Regions from separate parts of the Mus musculus genome. Here regions 1 and 3 are each linked to region 2. The links are chromatin contacts, called in public HiChIP or PLAC-seq maps. All regions are on one chromosome and are shown on one strand. The core of a region is the stretch at or near the end of the contact, and the rest is flanking DNA. Distances in the headings are between cores, read along the strand shown.

Region 1 (4,326 bases), core at 752-3,251, 280 kb after region 2:
TGTGGCCAAAGATGTGTGTGGTTTTCTATTTTTTCCCTTTTCATTTGTAAAGCAAATGTCATTTTCATATGCTGGGCATGGTGGTGCATGCCTTTAATCCCAGCACTCGGGAGGCAGGGGCAGGCAGATTTCTGAGTCCAAGGCCAGCCTGGTCTACAGAGAGAGTTCCAGGACAGCCAGGGCTACACAGAGAAACCCTGTCTCAAAAAAAAAAAAAAAAAAAAAAGTCATTTTCTTTTGCCCTTTTCTATACCTCATTATCTCTCCGCCATATTTTTACTTGGTTTTCTTTTAAAGCCAGCAATACATAGTGTCCCCATCCAGGGCTCCTGGTGTGTGTGTGTTTGTGTGTGTGTGTGTGTGTGTGTGTGTGTGTGTGTGTTTTGTGTTTGGACCTTGGAGCTAGGTAGAGTAGAGCTGAGGTAGGGAAAGAACCCCACCATGGACATGAACATGCCTTGCCTTGTAGTTCAGGATAATCATTTTAGCCAAAGATTACTTTTTATTGAGCATTTTTCATTTTTCCTTGAGAGGGACAATGGGGATATCTTCAGCTTGAAAGATTCATAAATACTAGGGCAGTGGGCTGTTGAAACCACATTTCCATCTCGTTTTCAAGGACATGTAAAAAAAAAATGGAGCTAGCATACACTTCTCAGTGCTCAGTCATCTTTCCCTGTTCTTTTAAAAAATGAGAACAAGGCACAAGGGGGCTTGGGAAATTGCATGTAGTTCTCCCATAGACAAAGTGGATATTTTATAAATGAAGAGGATAGAAACCCTTTTCTTCTTCAGTTTCTTAGCAACAGAACAGAGAGAGTTTTAATGTGTGTGCTTGGAACATTATGTCTTTATCAACATCAGAGCCTTCCTCGTTCATGGGTGAGATATACTAGACTGCTAACTGGGATTTGGAGTTGGGAGAAAGGAAAAAAATGAGGTAGAGGGGCTGGAGAGATGGTTCAGAGGTTATGAGGACTGACTGCTCTGCTGAAGGTCCTGAGTTCAATTCCCAGCAATCACATGGTGGCTCACAAGCATCTGTAACGAGATCTGATGCCCTCTTCTGAGTGTCTGGCGACAGCTACAGTGTACTTACATATATAATAAATAAATCTTAAAAATAAATAAATAAATAAAATAAAGGAGGTAGAAAACAGGAGCTGTGCCCTGAGGATGGAACTCATTCCGAGCCAGCTCTTAGTCCCCTGCGTTCCTCTGTGTGATTTTGAAGGCCTTTCCTGTAGAGGTAGTGGTCATCAGGGTAGCCTCGCGGTTGCCAGGAGGGGGGAGGGTTTGTTGGGTTCTGACTTGGACTTACCGAGTGAAGTCCAGCCAGGCAGCTTTGGTTTCTGTTGTGCTGAGGCTATAGCAGAGCAAAATAGGCAAATATGCCTGCCCTCGTGCACTCAACGTGTAATTAATACTCATTGACAAGTGTTAACTCAGTGAAATGAGAAACAGCATAGGAAAGCAGTATGCAGTGCAGGGCAGCACTTGGAACTTTACTTAAGGTAACCCTGAAACGTCACTCTTGAGTGAAGACATAGAAAACATTTGAGAGCCAGCTTTGCAAATAAATAGGAGAAGAACATTCTAAAACCAAAGAAACGGAATGCAGTAATTCCCCTCATACTTGTGAGAGGTCCTATCCAATGTGGGTGCTGTGCTGAGTACAAAGGAGGCTGTCTGGTCTAGGCTTTGTCCATGTGGTTTAAGCCGTGGTCACTGTGCTAGAATGGTATTGGTCATCTGGGTGTCTGTACACTGGATGAGGAAATCTGAGTGTAGGGCCTTGGCTTGGGAGTGCCCCAGAGAGCCCCAGGAAGAGATGAAATAAGTAGGCTGCGGGCGGCATCTTGAAGCTCATGCCTGCTCCTCTGAATTCCTTTCCTGTAACTGAGCAAATGGGTGTGCTGTGAGCAGTTCTGCTTCCTCCTGCCTTGCCCCTCCCTGCCGCGTCTCTGTGGTTTCTGTTTTGTACGATTCTGAGTCAGCCTCTTCTCACTCTACCAGACTGTAGGCCGAGTCTGAGCATTCTGGCTTATAACCAGAGCGGACAGTGTTTACTGTACTACCTGTGTTTACCCAGATTCCACATTTGTGCAAGCAGCTGTTTTCTTAAGTATTCACGCATAAGAAAAACACCTGAAAAGGAAATGGCATAAACTGTCCCTGCCCCAGAGCAGCTATTACTAGGAAGTTAACCAAGGGAGTAAACTTGAAGCAATTTAGGATTATCAATCCAATACTCTGAATTTTATCACCTATTGGAAAGAAAGGGTTTAAAAAAGAAACTTTCCTTTGAGTCCAATGCTAGTTTTGAAAGTCTACTCAGGAAAAAGATCTCTGTGATACCATTATTTGACAAAGCTGGGTAGTTTCTGTGTCCACTGACTTTTGTTGTAGTTGTTTGTTTGTTTGTTTGTTTGTTTGTTTGTTTTTGACAGCAGTCACTATGTAGCCATGGCTGGCATGGAACTCACTATGTGGACCCGGCTAAACTCAAACTTACAGATTTCTCCCTGCCTCTGCCTTTAGAATTCTTTGTAATTTAAATTTTTTCTAACACCTATTTTAAATGATGGTTCTTAAATGCTTTAAGCTCTCCTTTAGCCTACTACCCACCAGAGGGAGTGGGAAAGAAAGGATACAGGGGAAGTGGACCTGCTTAGAAAGGTTCTTTGGAGCAGCTCCTGTCTGTGTTGTCTGGAAATCAGCCATTCAGTTCACACGTCATCACTGGGAGCTCGATCCACTCGCAAACTCTTCACGGATAGATACACCAGCAGCCCAGTTCAGTAGAGTCAGGAGAGCAAACAGGAATCAGTAGTGGGGCACTACCTAGCAGAGACAGCCAGGCCTCAGCCTCAGCCCGAGTCAGCAGGAGGGACCAGGGCCAATAGGAACACCAGGAGGAGTTTTCAGCTGTGCCTCTCTCAGGGAAGCGAAAATCTGTGGAAACTCAAGACCCACAAGCGTTGCACAGCTAGATATATCAGCAAGCCAAGCTCAGCCTCCATCACTGTCCATCAAGCCCTAGTTATACCCTGTCCTCCTCGCGCCTTGCCTTAGCACATGCATCCAATCAGCTGGAGTCCGCAGAAGCAGCAAGAAACTGCAGCACACCACCAGAAGTTTTTTGGTGCGTTTCTCTCTATGGCGTCCTGACAAATGCATATCAACTACGCAATGTAAGGCGGACCAATGCATGTGTGTTGTTAGCAAAGAATCCTTCATCACGTGTCCTTTCACATGCTTGCTTTAGCAAAACATCCTTTCACCTGTGCCTGCTTCACTGGAACGTTCCTTCATGTGTTTGTGCCAGCAAAACACCATCCAGCCAACTTTCCAAAGAACCCTTAAGTTTCCACTTCAGCTCTGGAATTAACAGTTTGCACTACACTCTGCTATGTGTAGTAACTGGGTACTGGCCAGGTTTAATTCCCAGCAGTACTCTGTTCTTCTCTCCCAACACTTCAGTCCTAGGCTCTGATGGTGTGTCAAGTCTGCCCAATGTCATGGTCACACAGACTTAGTAAGGTATTATCTGTGAGCAGGAAGGAGCTTGGCAGCAGTAGCCCAGGTTAGCCTGGCCTCTCTGACAAGCTGTTCACCCTAGTGCTCTTTCCAAAGCAGAGTGACTGCTCTGTTGATCTGATTCTCGAAGCTGCCTGCTGTGATACACACTCCAACCTCAGTGTGCCTCCCTTCTTCTACCACTATCAGTGCTTGCTTCCCTTGCAAAGGGTTTTCTGCATAGTTATTCTTGACTGTGCGAACTAGGAAAGTATCTAATAGACCAGAGAACTAGGGAGGGAGGGATAAGGAAGTTGCACAGTAAAGGAAGGTCAGAGGATGAAGCAGACTGAAGTGACCAAAGTGCAGCCCACTGCCTGAGGCCTACGAAGCCTCTGACGCCATCCATACTCTATTTAATATTTAGTGTGGGGGCTGGAGAGATGGCTCAGCGGTTAAGAGCACTGACTGCGCTTCCAAAGGTCCTGAGTTCAAATCCCAGCAACTACATGGTGGCTCACAACCATCTATAACAAGATCTGACGCCCTCTTCGGGGTGTCTGAAGACAGCTACAGTGTTCTTACATATAATAAATAAATCTTTAAAAAACCATTTAGTGTGTATATACTGCTGTCATGGGCCGTTTTACCAAGTGTTCAGGAATGATGCTTCCAAAACACCAAGAAGACTACTATTCTATACACAGACCGTCTTAGGGTGCAGCTCTGTGGCTACTACCCAGCATCAGCATCCGCAGTCCCTGCCCTGAGGCAAACTTAGCTTTGTGGAGGTAGTGATGGCTGAGT
Region 2 (4,543 bases), core at 2,012-4,511:
ATTCAAATGGGAGGGATCCAACAGAGAGAGAAAAAAGGAAAAAACCCAAACCAAACCAAACCTGCAGAGCCTGGAGAGGGAGGGTTTCTGAGCCATGTCCTTGAGTAATGAGAGGGGATGGGAGCGAATGAAGGAGCAGAGGGCTGGGTTTTGATGGAGCATAGATGATTCATCCCTAATTGCAAGCAGGAAGCCAGAGTGTGGATTTAGAGAAGGATGGATGGGTGGGGGCTGGAGGAGTCCGTGCAATTTCTCTGCTGATTGCGTCAATATTCACGACGAACTCGGAAAGAAATCCATCAACCGAGAGGGAGAGCAAACGGGAGGAAGCGTCGGGAGGGAGACTTGAGCGGAAAGCCGAGGTTGTGAAATAACTGGCTGGAAAATGAGGAAAGAAATTAGCCGGGAGAAGTGGTGTTGTGTGATTGCCAGGAGCCATTGTGGGCCCACTTGAGGTTTGTGGTCACGCATTTGAAAGTGAAGATGGTCAGCCTCATTTGGGTGACAGGTGCCGGTGCCTTCCAGGAGCAGTTGGAATTCTCATCAAGCTGTGGTGTGGCACGGGGAGTGTCAAGAGGAGGACATCGCTAAGGCGTGGACAAGGGAAGGAGCGCTGGGCAGACCGAGGGGTGTAAACGGCCATGGGGAGGAGGAGGAGGACAGCCATTATTGGAGTCATGGCTCTGGTTTGTTTTAGGAGGCTGAGACTCGTCCTCTACTGGAGAAAAACCTAAGCTGCGTGCACAGCATGCCTGGAGTCTTCAAGCACAGCAAATTCAAGGCCAGGCTGGTGCACATGAGGCCATGTTTTAAAGGGCGGGAAAGACAGTGCCTGTGCCTTTATCCCCAGTTTGATCTGCAGCTGGAATCAACATGGTGGAAAGAAAGAACCAACTGCCACAAGTTGTTCTCTGATTCCCTCTTGTGTGCCCTTTAGGCTCTCGATAAGCAAGCATGTCACACACACACACACACACATCACACTAATAAATAAGTGCCAAAATTACTATTTTTTATTAAAAAAAAAAAAAGAGGCTGGGGAACTGGCTCAGTGGGTAAAACTGCTTATCATGCAATCTGGAACAGTGAAAAGCTGGTTGAGGCTGGATATGGTGGTGCATGCCTTTAGTCCTGACGCCAGAGGAAGACCGAACTCTGTGAGTTTCAGGCCGGACTGATCTACATAAGGAGACTCTGTTTCAGCAAAATAAAATAAAACAAAACCTCTCGGGGAAAAAAACAAAAAAGAACAACAACAACAACCACAACCAAAAAAAACAAAACAAAACAAAACCCTCAAACCAAAATATAGATTCCAAGGCTAGGCACGCAGCGCAGTGGGAGAATGTGCGCCCCCTCCCCATTACCTCCACCCCCACCCCCATGCACACAGCACAGTGATAAGATGCTTGATCCCCATGAATGAAATCCTGGCTTCAACTTTCAGCACTGTAGTAGAACAAGGAACAGTATCTTAACATTCAGGAGTTGGAGAAAGATCAGAAGTTTAAGATCACCTTTAGCGCCAGGCAGTGGTGGCGCACGCCTTGGGAGGCTGAGGCAGGCGGATTTCTGAGTTCGAGGCCAGCCTGGTCTTCAAAGTGAGTTCCAGGACAGCCAGGGCTATACAGAGAAACCCTGTCAAAATCAAAAAAACAAAAAACAAAAAACAAAAAAACAAAAAAGAAAAAAAAAATCACCTTTTGCTACATAGTGGGTCCCATTGAGCGCCACCATGGCTGGCTCATAGGTACAACAGAGAGCAGTATGCTGTTGGGCCAGCACTCCAGCACTAAGCTACAGCCCCAGCTCCTCTAACTGTATTTTTTTGTTATTGAAAAGATTATTTTTATGTGTATAAATGTTTTTTTTTTTTCTGCCTGTACACACGCCCACTGTGTGCATACCTGGTGCTCTTGGAGGTTTAGAAGAGGTGTTGGCAGGCCCTGGAACTTAGCTGTGAGAACTCAAGTTGTCTGCAAGGGCAGCCAGTGCTCTTAACCACTGAGCCAGCTCTCCAGCCTCTGTAATTGTTGTTGTTGTAGTCGCTGTTATTTTGATGCAACAAACTGGCCGCAGATGCTCTTTCTAAGCGCACTACAGTTACTCATATTACCTAGGTCTACGGTTTGAACACGGCTTGTCCTCTTTGAAACTCTTGTGGAAATTTGGTCATCCAAGAGGTGGAGTTGTCAGGGGGTAATTAGGTCGTCAAGGAGGCTCAATGTCCTTGAAGAAGTGTGTAGTCCCAAGGGAGGAGATTACTAATAAGAAGCTGCTTCTCCGGCCCACACCCTTCCTTGCTGTGTTTTTTTCCATGATGACCTCTAAGCTCTCCCGACAAGTCCAGGCAGCATGAGCCTTTACCAGAGGCTGAGCAGATGCAGTATCATACTGGATTTCTGGACTCCAGAGCTGAGCACTGTAAACAAGCATGGCGGCCTCCCCTTCGTCCTTCTCTTCTCTTGCTTTGTACGTGCTGGTAATAGGCAAGCCAGAGCACAGCCTATCTCTAGTAGCATTATTTTCATCCGTGTGTGTGTGTGTGTGTGTGTGTACATGTGTGCGAGAGTGTGAGTGCATGTGTTTGCGTGCGACCGCGCGCACGCGGGCGAGAGTATACGTGTGCGCATGCGCGTTCGAGTGTGGTTGCGCATGTGCTCTAGCATGTGGGTGGAAGTCTAAGGACAAGCGCAGGTGATTATTCTCAGCTTCCACATTGAGAGAGGTTCTCATTAATGCTGCATAAGCCGAGCTAGCTGGCCTGAGAGCTCCACGGTATATTTTTGTCTCTGCCTCGCATCTCGGTGTAAGAGCTTTGCCATTACAGATGTGTGCTGCCACACCTTGCTTTGCATGGGTGCTGGGGATCTGAACTCCAATCCCCATGCTTGTGGTTTTGTGTGTAGGAAGCGCTTTTACCACTGAGCCATACCGCAACCACAAACCTCTATTCTTAATCTATGGCCCTATATCAAATATTCGTACAGCATCAGAGAAAGGAGCCATTCCTCCCCCACCCTGGCCTCCACGGGAAGCTGCCTTGCCTCTCTTTGTAGAAGCTGTTGCCCTGAGACAGTTTGGTTTTGTGTATATGACAGTCTTCAGTGACCAGGACAGGGCTGAGCTGATTTAGTTCCCCCCCCCCCCCCCCCCCCCGCTCAGGAATTTTAACTAGGAAATGCCCAAGTCATGAGGCATTTGGCCGAAGCCCCTGAAGCTGACAAGCCGCAAGCTACAGAAAAACCAGAGAAGCCAAGAGAAACCACATGAAAGGCACGGTTCAGAGGAAGTAGAGGCCATGAGAGAGGCTGTAGAGTGGAGGAGAGCTGTCTGGGGACAGGCCTGCTGGGGGAAGGTGAGCTAGTGTTAACGCAAGGGGCAGTGGGCTGTGTTCCTGCCCTTCCTGTGCCCCAGCTTCTAGTCTCTGCTTTTCCTGAGGCCAGAGTGTAGTTTCATCAGGCTCCACGAGGGAAGACGTGCATTGCAAATCTCTTACTTTTTAGTGTTGTTTATTTTGGGTGGAGGTACGTGTGTGCAGGGGCTCATGTATGGAGGTCAGAGAACAACCTGTGGGAATTGGCTCTCTCTGACGTATGGGTCCCGGGAACGAACAAAGGTCTTCAGACTTGCTAGTCAGCACATTTACCCACTTGCTATCTCCCCAGTCCTCTTTTCTCTTCAAAAATGATTTATTATCTTATTTATTTCCTTTACTGCTCCCTCCCCCCCGCTTTTTTCGAAACAGGGTTTCTCTGTGTAGCCCTGGCTGTCCTGGAACTCACTCTGTAGACCAGGCTGTCCTCGAACTCAGAAATCCACCTGCCTCTGCTTCCCAAGTGCTGGGATTAAAGGCGTGTGCCACCATTGCCTGGCGAACCCTCTTTTTTACTTAATATTTTCAGGGGCTGGAGAATAGCTCAGCAGTTGAGAGTGTGTCCTGCTCTTGCAGAGGACTCAGTGGTTGATTCCTAGTACCCATGTGGGGTTGGTAGCTTCAGCTCCAGAGGCTTCTAAGGGACCTGCCTGATCTCCAAGGAGACCCTCACTCATACAGACATGGATGCATATTTATGCTTAAAAATAAAAATGAGTTAAAATGGTATCATTACAGAGCCAGGTGTGGTGGTGCACACCACTTGGGTAGCAGAGGCAGGTAGATCTCTAAATTCAAGGCCAGCCTGATCTACAGATTAGAGGTATCTCAAAACACTGGTAAGTACATTTGTTATTATGTTTATTGATTTATTAGTGAGGCATGGCTGTGGCAATTGGAGGACAGCTGGCAGCACCTTGTGAGCTCAGGGGGTCGACCTCAGGTTGCTCAGCTTGGGGACAAGCATCTTTTACTTGCCGAGATGTCTAGGTAGCCCCTCCCCCGTTTTTTTTTTTTTTTTTTTTTTTTTTTTTTTTTGGTTTTCTTTTTGTTTTGTTTTTTTGAGACAGGGTTTCTCTGTATAGCTCTGGCTGTCCTGGAACTCACTCTGTAGACCAGGCTGGCCTCGAACTCAGAAATCCACCTGCCTCTGCCTCCCAAGTGCTG
Region 3 (4,643 bases), core at 965-3,464, 310 kb after region 2:
GCGCTGTGCAGTGCGTGGTCAGCAGCGCTGTGCCGTGGGTGGTCAGCAGTGCTGTGCAGTGAGTGGTCAGCAGCGCTGTGCAGTGCGTGGTCAGCAGCGCTGTGCCGTGCGTGGTCAGCAGTGCTGTGCCGTGCGTGGTCAGCTGCTGGCTTTAAGGTTATTAAAAACAGACACTCAGCACCTTCTACATTGTAGAGTGGACAGAGAACCTATAACTTTTTTTTTTAAGACTTGTTTATTTTTTTTTTTTATATTTAAGTACACTGTAGCTGTATTCAGACACACCTGGAAAGGGCGTCAGATGTCATTAAGGATGGTTGTAAGCCATCATGTGGTTGTGGGATTTGAACTCAGGACCTTTGGAAGAGCTGTCAGTGCTCTTAACCGCTGAGCCATCTCTCCAGCCCCCAGAACCTTTAACTTATGTCCCACAGCTTATGACTAGTACCTGGGTTCACTTTATCACAGAGGGCCTTCCTACGTTAGTAGTGTTTGCACAGAGGCTCTGTGTTCTAGATTAGAGGATTGAAAACCATGATTTATTTTTCTCAGTGAGTTTATTGTGCCAATCAAGAATAAAATATTGTCTTTAGCTCTAGAATAAACCAGTAGCGTCTTTCTGCTCGCCTTTCAAATATGTGAGCAAGTGCACGCGCACACTCCTACAAGCTGTGCCCGTGGAGGTGTGTGAAGTTCTAAGCTTCCTGCTGTTGTTGGCTTTCTTCTCTTCATCTGTTAGTGAGTCACCATCACATGCTATTTTATTATCTTGCAAACAGTCTCTGGAATTTTTTATCCTTTGTTTTTGCAGTGTGAGTGGAAAACCACTGAGGTTGCTCTGAACAGCATTCACATGAAGGCTTTCCTCGGGGATACTTTAGTTCTATAGTTTTGGCTTTTGCTGTTACCTCTTTGTTCCCATGCATAAGGTTTGGATTGGGGGGAAGGGTTAAGGATGGTGACTTTTGCATGTTTGAGTATTTGAGAGGCCTAAGAAGGACATAGATCCAGTCGCCTTGGTACGTTGTTGATGGTTCCCAGCAGCAGGGCTTGGTTCTGTTTGGGAAATGTGTCAGTGAGGTGCTTTGAGCAGGTCAGTTCCTGGTCCTAAGTTAACAGGAGGAGTTAACAATCCACCAGAGAGCCGAAGACAGCCAAGCCTCAGGGAGTCCCATAGCTCCTGGCTGCCTCCAGTGCTCATCTTGGTTTTGTACTTGCTGGGACTCACCTAAGAAATGGGAGGGAGAGCCTGGTCTACAGAGTGAGTTCCAGGACAGCCAGGGCTATACAGAGAAATCCTGTCTCGAAAAACCAAAAAAAAAAAAAAAAAAAAAGAAAAGAAAAGAAATGGGAGGGAGGTCCTTGCTTCAAAATAGCAGGATTTCTTTACCCTTGTCTTCACTTGCATGTGGTTCATGAGAAACACAAGAGACTTCTTTCTGATTAGTGGGAAACTATTTTAGGGCAGGATGGCAAGGAGGAGTCCCCTTGTCCTCCCTGACAGCCTGCCCCTGATCAGCAAGGGCTTCTTAACTTGTTTGGGGGGCTCCCCAAACAATGTTCTTCTGGCTTTTTGTTCACCTGCTTTCTTCCATACTTCATTCCAGCACATGTAACCTTTAAACCAAAAATGTATTGCTCATAACAGAGCAAGCCTCTTCTGCTTTTATTTTGAAAAGTCCTCCCTGTTGTTAATGTTGAGGGTATTGGTGCTGAACGCCTGTTCCAAGTAGGCAGCATTTGTGCATCCCAGAGGGGCTTTTGATGCATTTCCTTACCTCTGCCCTCCTTTCTCTGCGGTGCAGAAACCTGTAATGATCTGTGAAGCTTGGAGACTTCAGTGCAGAACAGTAGTGGTTTTAAGGACCCCCTCCCACCTTATAAAAGGCTTGCCAGGTTCCACATGCTGGGTTCTGACTCCCTGAAAAGCTAGCCTCTCACAGGCTTTTGGTTGTATGGCAGGGCATCCTGGGTTGGGGCCTTGATATGGCTTTTTTGAAACATTTTTCCTCCTTTTCTCCCACCCTTTGAAAAATTGTAATAAAAATTCTGGGCTTGTGGCCAGCCTGTGGGATGCGATACAGTAGAAATGTCTCTGGTGCCCTTTGTTACTGCTCGGCTTTGATTAAGTTTGTTTCCAGTAAGTTTAACCCTGCTCCCCTTGCCCCGCCTGCTCCTCATGGCTGAGGAGGCTGATTGAGCCAGGGTTAAGCATGGTGTTGTGCAAGCTGCTGAGGCCTCGTGGACGCCTTGTGCCTGGCAGAGGAAGCAAGGCAAAGCATGTCTTTGCAACGTGATGTTTTCTTCCTTGGCTGCCGTGTGCTTTTGAGTGCGGGAGGCGACGAGCTGTGTGGAAGCTGTGTCGGTCTCCTTTGCTGCTTTTGCTCAGGGGTTCCAGGAGAGAGCATGTTCCATGTACAACATGCTCTCTCTGTTTCTTTTTAAAATTGTGACACACTCTGGCTGTGTGGCCTAGGCTGACCTCTAACTCCATTTTCCTGCTTCTTGAGTGCTAGGGTTATTGGTATAGGCCTCCATGTGAGGCTGTACAGCTGGTCTTGAGATTCTGTTAAGTTTAAAATCATGCTGTCCAACCTCTGCGACTCTGCCTGGTGCAGGGCGGAGGCTCCCAGAGCAGCATTGAGCAAACAGCGGTGCTCCTTTGATCTTCTGTGGCTCTCCATTTCAAAAGAAAAAAGTGGTTGAAGCTTTAGAATTTTTTTTTTAATATTGCTTTGACCTCATATTTATAGCTCTTTTCATCCTAGCAACAGAGAACCCTTCAGACAGCATTTTCCCAGTCCTCCCAACTCACTGGAGGGTGAGAGCCAAGATAGTAGATATGAACACAGGGAACATCAGGCAGGTCTTAAGGTGGCCCTTACATACACCGTGCAGCCTCAGTGCTGGGTGCTTGCTCGGTTTTTAGGCAGTGTTTACTTTTCATAGAAAGAAAGTGAGATTTTACTCCTATAATTCCTGACTTACTGTAGGATTCTTTGGCCAGCACACAGGGATGAAGTCTCATGTAAATCTGTGCAATCCCTTTGTATCCGAATGATCTGGGGACACTGGCCTGTAAGCTAGCAGAGGGCATTATGATAAAAACTTGTTTGATTCATGTTGTAGAGTCTCAGTCTCTTGGGAAAACAGTGGCCCCACTTCCTTCCAGACTAGCCTGTCAGAACTGAGTTGTTTGAAGACAAAATTCTGTAATGACCAGCACTGCTCTGTGGTCCTCAAGTCTATAGAAGATCCAAATCACCAAACAGAAATTGGCCACAGAAGGAGTCTCTGCCAAATACGGTTTCCTCAGGTTCCCCAAGGTGACTGAATCTGCACCTACACTCTGTAGTGCCAGCTGACTGCCCGTGTATGCATTAGTTTCCCGCTCCAGCCAGAGCTTCTTTGGATGGTAGAGATTTTGAGGTGAGGGTTTGGGAGGATTTTGTTGTTTTGTTTTGTTTTTTCCAAGACAGGGTTTCTCTGTACAGTCCTGACTATCCTGGAACTCACTTAGAGGTGTGCCTACCTCTGCCTCCTCCTGAGTACTAGGGTTAAAGACTGTGCATTGGACTTTTGTTTTTAAATTTGTGGTTTTGATGGAGCTTTGGAAGATAGGTGGGGCTAGTTCTTCTCACCACTTCTCCCAAAAACCTATGAATTCTGATTATTGCCTCTTAGTTTTCTAAAGACTGTTTGAATAAGTGGAGTGGAAATGTCAACTTCTCTAGCTGCAATAGTTTCTTGTTTTTCACACATGTACAAACATCTTTGTGGATGTAATAGAATGATTTAAAATGTCTGGCTAAGCCCTATGTAATTCTACTACTATTCAAATTCCTTCTGCTTGCTTGGGGTTATGGACATGTAGAGAAAGGCTTTTCACACAAACTATTCCTGAGAGTGCTTCCCTCCGTATTCATTCCTTCATTTAGTCATTGTGTATGAGCATGCACATGCATGCTCATGCCAATGTGTGCATATGGAAGTCAGAAAAGACCTTTGTATTGCTGGGGGGGCGGGGTGTTAGTTTGCACATGCATGCATGTCTGCCTGCCTGAGTCTATGCACATGGGGTACCTGGACCTGTACCAGCACCTGCACATATAGAAGCCAGCAGAGAGGGTTCAGTGTGCTCTGTCCCTCTTCTGTTCTTTTGAGGCAGGGTCTCTACCTGAATCTGGAGCTCTCATTGTCTCACGTATTCTAGAAGCCAGAAAACCACAGGTAATATTCATGTCTCCTCCACTCCCCTCAGAGTTAGGGTTACATGTGTTCATTAGGTGCCTACCTTGGTTGCTAGGATCTGAACTCCAGTCCTCTTGGCTATGTATTAAGTGCTTTAAACACTGTGGCACCTGTGAAGAAGTGTGTGTAGTGTGACACAAGGTATTTGGAAGCGTTTTATTATTGTTTATTTGTGGAATTGTTTGCTTGACAGAGGGTCTCATGTAGCCAGTTCTGGCTTCAGACTTGCTGCATGGTCAAAGCTAACCTTTTCTGTTAGCTACTTGTCTTGCTTGGACAGAATATCTGGTAAAAGCATCCCCCACCCCTGAGACAGGGCTTCTCTGTGTATCCAGCTGTCTTGGAACTAGCTCTATAGACCAGGCTGGTCTGGAACTCAGAGATAACACCTT

What was found. HiChIP or PLAC-seq counts read pairs in DNA pulled down with a chosen protein or histone mark.
Region 1: an HNF4G HiChIP or PLAC-seq map of pancreatic cancer cells shows a contact between it and region 2. The contact joins two enhancer-like sites. A contact is called at or near these places in 1 of 15 datasets of contacts at CTCF or cohesin (the NIH/3T3 cell line), 8 of 484 Hi-C or Micro-C datasets (the C10 cell line, the HPC-7 cell line, the N1E-115 cell line and 4 more) and 11 of 115 datasets of contacts at active chromatin or transcription factors (bone marrow-derived macrophages, embryonic basal ganglia, embryonic hindbrain and 6 more).
Region 3: an H3K27ac HiChIP or PLAC-seq map of trophoblast stem cells shows a contact between it and region 2, with 4 times the contacts expected there. The contact joins two enhancer-like sites. A contact is called at or near these places in 4 of 39 promoter capture datasets (the HPC-7 cell line, cranial neural crest, liver and 1 more), 2 of 15 datasets of contacts at CTCF or cohesin (large pre-B cells and pro-B cells), 5 of 484 Hi-C or Micro-C datasets (bone marrow-derived macrophages, granulosa cells, muscle stem cells and 2 more), 19 of 115 datasets of contacts at active chromatin or transcription factors (T-cell acute lymphoblastic leukemia, bone marrow-derived macrophages, embryonic basal ganglia and 14 more) and 2 of 9 other capture datasets (embryonic stem cells and pancreatic islet).

What each region holds. Positions count from the first base shown.
Region 1 is chr4:150,543,115-150,547,440 of GRCm38.p6, forward strand. All of the region lies in intron 11 of Rere (arginine glutamic acid dipeptide (RE) repeats), which reads left to right. Among named protein-coding and RNA genes, the nearest start is that of Gm52709, 78 kb to the left of the region's middle. Within about 2 kb of position 2,002, at least 270 of the 459 cell types and tissues checked have an H3K27ac peak or open chromatin away from gene starts, as enhancers often do. A contact at or near this core is called in the HPC-7 cell line, the NIH/3T3 cell line, pancreatic cancer cells and 1 more, where this site is marked.
Region 2 is chr4:150,266,565-150,271,107 of GRCm38.p6, forward strand. No RefSeq gene overlaps it. Among named protein-coding and RNA genes, the nearest start is that of Gm33415, 9.6 kb to the left of the region's middle. Within about 2 kb of position 3,262, at least 94 of the 459 cell types and tissues checked have an H3K27ac peak or open chromatin away from gene starts, as enhancers often do. A contact at or near this core is called in the HPC-7 cell line, the NIH/3T3 cell line, pancreatic cancer cells and 1 more, where this site is marked.
Region 3 is chr4:150,581,392-150,586,034 of GRCm38.p6, forward strand. All of the region lies in intron 12 of Rere (arginine glutamic acid dipeptide (RE) repeats), which reads left to right. Among named protein-coding and RNA genes, the nearest start is that of Slc45a1, 68 kb to the right of the region's middle. Within about 2 kb of position 2,215, at least 255 of the 459 cell types and tissues checked have an H3K27ac peak or open chromatin away from gene starts, as enhancers often do. A contact at or near this core is called in pancreatic cancer cells and trophoblast stem cells, where this site is marked.